Regions from separate parts of the Anser cygnoides genome. Here region 1 is linked to region 2. The links are chromatin contacts, called in public Hi-C maps. All regions are on one chromosome and are shown on one strand. The core of a region is the stretch at or near the end of the contact, and the rest is flanking DNA. Distances in the headings are between cores, read along the strand shown.

Region 1 (2,820 bases), core at 314-2,813, 340 kb before region 2:
TTTTGGAGGCAGCAGTGGCTGTGTAGGCAGAAGGAACGTATGGCCTGCGTGATTTAATGCTTTGTAGTCCAGAACCATGAACAGAATCCCTGTTTCCCCAAATAGCAATGCTCTGACTGCTAGGACAGACTCACACCAGAGTCCTGGTTTTCAGGTAGAGCTTTTTGTATTCAAATGCGTTTGCAGACTTTTAAGCAGAAAACGGTAAAAGTATTCCTTGTTATGGAAATGCTAATAATTACCTAGTAGTATCCTGAAAACTGGGACAAGAAAAAAGTGGAAATAAAATATTTTCAAGGTCTGAGATTAAGCTAGTTGGCATGAGGGAGATTTAGAAGAGTAGGGATTTTCTTGCAATAGTCTTGTCAAGGAAGAGAGAAGAACACTGTAATAAGGATGAGATAAACTAAAATCCTGTTCTTGCCTCTAAACTGGCATGGCTCTTCACCAACCGTAAGTGGCAGTACTCGATGCTAGCAAGTGGTTCTGTGGGGCTGGTTTTCCAGGACTCTTCTGGAAATAAAGTCACATAAACTGTGTGGAACTAAAAATGTATACACATGAGCAGAATCTAAAGCAAGTGATATTAAGGTTTGGGGGGAATTCCTACCTTATAACATAGCCATTTGTAACTGGATACTCAATATTTGCAACTTTCTTTTGTGGGATCTTGAGATGGCAAAAAAAAGGCAGATGTTTTCATTCACAAGCTATTTTCATTATTTTCTGAATATTAAATCTCTGCCCCTTTTGTATGTCCTTATGATGGAAAAAAGATCATGTCATCTCGTATCATTAAGAGAAAATACCAGGGTTTAGCTAGGTGGCTGATTTTTATGTCGACATATTTTGGAGATTGATTAATTATGAAAGTTTTGGTTCTCTTGTGAATTAGATGAGTGAGGACAGGGCATTTAGGAAATGAGGGCAAAATCCCTTTGAACAGATCGGTATTGGTTGTAACAAAATTTGCAGCATTTCATTATGTAAAAATATGTTGCAAACCAAACAATACTAGTGTTGTTCTTATAGCCTTTGCTGCCAAAGGAAATAAGGTCAGAAATTCAGCTTTCATTGTAATGAAAGCCTCCAGTCCTTGTGGACAGAGGAATAAGACCTTGAAAATTTGACATATGTGTAAAAAGTTGTCTTATATTTCCAGATTAAAATTTAAAAGAGAAAGAGAAATCTCTTCTAGTGATTTTTAGTAAAGCCATTCTGAATTTACAGAGACCAACTCCTGTTTGTGACAGTTCTCAGACTGGTAATACTGAGCATACGTCCCAAAGATGCCCAATGGCACCGTACCAATTTGAGCTAAACCAAAATATATTATCCCCTCTTTTAAATGCAAGTTTCTGCTCTACCATATTATAGAGCCATGTTATCTGAGAGTTGCAAAGCAATACCAGATGGTGGTTAGATGTAGTTTGGCTGGAATTTGCGGTTTCTCATGTCTAGCCACATGTTTCACCACTTGCAAGCTTCTAAATTATATTGTTCAATTATTTGTCTCCTTGGCTCAATATTCCCTTTCTTTCCTTTCCTGATTTGGTGCAATTCTTCATGCTTTCACTAGGTGGGTCCCCACAACAGTACACAGGGTAAGCAATGTGTTGAATAGCCTGAATTCCCTTCGGGAAATGTATCTCCCAGTCAGTTTTATTACCACTTTTTTGGCAGAAGTATGCTGCCCCACATGTTTTGATGTGCAATTTAGTGATTTCAAAAACGGATTGAGAGCTGCAAAGTTGTCATAAAGGGACTGGATTTGGAGATCTTCCTAAGATTATTCCCTTCTAATGTATCTGTTTCAACTGAGGTTTGAAACAAACGTGCCCTTCTTGTAGCCAGTCATGTATAGCCATATCAAACTTTGCAATCATTTTACCTTTCAAAGGGTGATGCAAAGCTGGTTGGTTAGCAACACCAAATATATTCCCCCTTTCCAAAATCAGAAGTTAGCCAGCATATCTTAAATGCTTTGTGACTTTCCATACTAGTCAAAACAACAACAAAAATAAGTATACCTTTCCATGTGTGTAAGGTATTTACTGTCCATACAAGACAAAAAAAAAAAAGACTTTTTAGCTAAAATCTTCAGAAATTTTCTTTCCAAGTACAATTCTTTATATGAGTGGGGACTTATATCAAAAAATACTTACTCCCTAAACCTGACCAAAACAAAGTCCAAACAGAAAAGTTTAGTTCTTTCTATCCCATAATGACCCATGAAAAAGATAAAGGAAAAAAAAAAAGTGAGAGACTAGCAAGGTTTCTTAAAGTCCTATTAGATAGCTAGGGTAACCTAATGGTGGGCAGAATAAGAACTAGACATGTGTAGATTGTGAGCCCTTTGTCATGCTCCCCCAGCCAGATTCTGAATATGATTCCTGCCTGTTGCAGCACCCATCTGTCACATCAACCTGGGAGAAAACTGCACGTCAGGAACAGGGCAGCTATTCAGCCTGCTAATTCTTGGAGTTAGAGCTGCATGGTCTTTAAAAGTCCTGGTGCTCTGAACGAGGAGGCGTGTAGCTTCTGTACTGTCTTCGGTTGTTGTCTTCACCCTGCTCCGAAGGAGGATCAGTTAACCTTCAGAAAGCTCTATACTGTCAGGTCCAGGTTGCTTCTGACATTCAGGCTTCTACACACAGAGCTAGCTCTCTATGTGGCATAGTCTGTAGTGTTATCTTCAGACTGAGTAACCCCTGGGTGCTTATCAGTTACCTTTCAATGTCTACTTCTCATACCTTGGCACCTACAGAAAGAAGAATGAAGCAGCCTAGCTAATGTATTTGAATTACTGTGAGGCTAGTT
Region 2 (3,068 bases), core at 66-2,565:
TTTCTGCTATGACAATAAATTACAACGTATCACAAATGTAGGCTTTAAGCAGATTTATAAATACGCAGGAATTAAGTGTTTCACCTACAGTTTAACTGAATTCAAGGCATTTAGTAAGAGATAAGCTGAAGATGCGTTTATAATCCAAACTCAATTTGTCAGGGGAAAAGCATGTAACTGAAGTAGAGGTAATGAGATTTAATGCTGTGGTACTTGTATATAGGATAAGTATTCATGAATGATCTGTTCTTCCTCCTCCAGTGTTAAATCCAGATAATCCTCTTCATGTTCAGGAATATCCTCTAGGATTTCATTGACTGCATCGGTCTCCATGTCTTCGTCTGTCGGTGAACTAGAAGAACCTTCAATTAAAAAAAAAAACAAAACCCAGAAAACAGCGGTGATTTCATTGCTGGAAGAAGTTTATACTTTTCCCCCTTTCACCACCACCACTGCTCTTCGAGAACCAGTTACTGTAAAACCACCTCTTGTTTCAAATTGCTCTACCGAAGCTGTTACAGGATGGCAAATTGTCCTACTGTGTAAGGCTGTAGGAAAGCCCTTAGATGTACAACGGGGATCCCTAGAGCTCTGACAGCTCATGGGGGAGAGAGAGAGTGCAATGCTCCTCCCTGGTAAGTGGCGAGTATCAGTTACAGCTGTATCACAGTATGGGATATGCGGTCAAATCAGCTACTGTACAGCACAAATTTGGAATAAAACTTCTTAGCAATCAGAAATCAGGTATTAGCAAGCCAAAAATCATCACCTACAGTGGTGTAGGTCCAGGAAGAATGACAGTCTTAACTTGCTGCTCGCTCTCTGAAAGGGTACAGGCAGGGAGAGGTTGGTTTGGTTTTAATCCTAATTGGCGTGATGAGTACAGGTAGGTGGGAGTGCTTAGTGTTAGGTGCTTGGGGCACGCAGGAATTCTTACCTGCAGACTCTGTGGGCGAGTCTTTAGATGAAGCAGATTCTTCTGATGGACTGGAACCTTCAGAAGACAGCTGCAATGAGGCAGGCAGAACTCCCCCATAGTGAGCAAGGGTCTGAGAAGCTAAGTGGATGTTGCCTTTAAAGACCTTTAAAGCTTGCTTTGCCGACTCATGGCTGAAGCCCATGTACATCAGCTACAGGGAGAGGGAAAAAAAAAAAAAAATCAGTACATATGGAGAAATCCAAGCTCATTCAGCATCAGTGACTGACAGGAATCTGACTGTGCGTCTGACAGTCACTCCTCTCGCACAGAGGAAAGCGTTGCATACCAGGAATTCCAGGACACTGACTCTGGCTTACTGGAACAGTTAACAACAGGGCAGTGACCTATTAAAGGAATGGGGATGTTGAGCAGAATCAAGAGCCTCTTGTTTAACATCAGACCAACTCTTCGTCTGTTTTCAAAAGGAAACTTCAAAGCACTCCAGCACATTCACATTCCTGGAATGCTATTTACTTTTTCTATGCAGTATAGTTTTCCTGCCTGTCTGACACTAATTGCAGAGCCACACAAATTATCGTGGAGTTTTTCAGATGGCCTGTGGTGAGAAAGGCACATGCCAACTCTTTCCCTTGTGCACCACAATATGCTTAAAGAATTGAATGCGTTTCTCATCTGCTGTCCTTTTAGGGTTAGAGCATTCGGGTGCACACACTTCCCTTAGCATTTGTGCACAACAGCTTGGTGTGAGGGGCAGGAAGTAAACAGGAATTACAATTCAGCCGGAGCGCGAGTTCACTGCGAGGGGCGGATGTGAGACAATGGAAGTGTGACAGCTCACGAGGGACACGGGACAAAGAATATTTGTACAGCTTCGCTTAAGGAAGATCTGGTGGGGCTGAAGGCATAATTCATAAACATGACTACCAGCTCCCGAGAAAGAAAAAGGTCTGACTTACTTGATCAATACTTTCTTGGGATACTTGAAACTGGTCCATGGCCACGGGATCATCGTCATCATCATTTTCCAACAATAATTCTGGATTGTCCAGAATAAACTACAGTAAAACAGAGAGCGGTCAGAATAGAGCAATGCAGTCATATTAGCCCTCAGTATGGATGTTTGTTTAGCCCTACGGTTGATACAAGCAAAACCTCAGCCATCTTTGATGTTTGATTCACTGGGTCAGGAAGTTCAGTCATTACAGTTCAAAAAAGGGTTGCTCTGAGCTAACCAATACAGAAGGCAGAAAATCTGCTAAGCAATTCACCCCCCAAATGTATTTGCTTTGGTACGGAAGCACTGCTCCTGAAAACCACTTACCTTAAAGGCTTGGTCCAGGTTTCCTTGTGCATGATGAAGAGCTACTTGAGCAGCTCTCTCTGAATAGCCCATACTTTTCAAGGTGTTTATGTCTTCTAGTCGCTGCCTTCTTTTAGCTCTCTCCTCCCTCCTTATCTGTGCTTTTTCCTGCAAGAACACAGCATTACAAAGCTAACTGTGCATGGCAATACTTCAGCCTTCCTCTGGTGCATATGGTTTCTTGGATTTACTTGTGTTTGAATTTCTTGAGGAAAAAGGATTTCTTGTTTTAAATATAGATTTTGCTGCCAGACACTCATCCCTAAATAAAGTTGTATTCCCATGAGCAAGCACTGTGGCTGTACTTCTGCTCTGAAGTCTCAGCAGATCAGATTCTTATGCTATCACAGCTATTATAGGCCCTCTGTGGTAAGTGATAAACCCATTTGGCAGATGGGCCTGTAGACAAGACTTGCCAAGGACATACAGTCAGAACTGGGCACGTGGCCAGCAAGTTCTCTTCGCCATTTGACTTTCTATCCACATTTCAGTGTCTGAAGTCCAGAAGTGCCACCTTGACATACCAAAAGTAAGTTCAGGCGCTTCAAATCCAGACAACACCCCCAGCCTCTTTCACACCAACAGAGAACAGCCTTTTCCCCTCATGGATCTTGTAAACCCAAAGCAATACAGTGCAGCCTCACGGTCTCCCTAACAGCACTTGAGTGTGCAGCCTCCTGTCTCCCATGCCAGGAGTGATAACTTTGACCATGGTGGCTTTGTTTGCATACAGGGCAAGAGCTGAGTAGCAAACACTGGGGCAAACCC

The links. Hi-C and Micro-C count contacts between places; a contact is called where the count stands out from the background.
Region 1: a contact with region 2 is called in a Hi-C map of granulosa cells, with 1.9 times the contacts expected there. The contact joins two enhancer-like sites. A contact is called at or near these places in 2 of 7 Hi-C or Micro-C datasets (granulosa cells and liver).

The regions. Positions count from the first base shown.
Region 1 is chr2:7,443,009-7,445,828 of Taihu_goose_T2T_genome, reverse strand. The region is part of intron 1 of LOC106046948 (a long non-coding RNA gene); the gene reads left to right. Among named protein-coding and RNA genes, the nearest start is that of GALNT11, 10 kb to the left of the region's middle. Within about 2 kb of position 1,563, at least 2 of the 3 cell types and tissues checked have open chromatin away from gene starts, as enhancers often do.
Region 2 is chr2:7,101,843-7,104,910 of Taihu_goose_T2T_genome, reverse strand. NUB1 (negative regulator of ubiquitin like proteins 1) reads right to left here. Exons shown (of 15, transcript XM_048062356.2): 12 at 2,262-2,408; 13 at 1,897-1,995; 14 at 938-1,130; 15 at 1-362. The coding sequence ends at 199. Among named protein-coding and RNA genes, the nearest start is that of NUB1, 14 kb to the right of the region's middle. Within about 2 kb of position 1,315, at least 2 of the 3 cell types and tissues checked have open chromatin away from gene starts, as enhancers often do.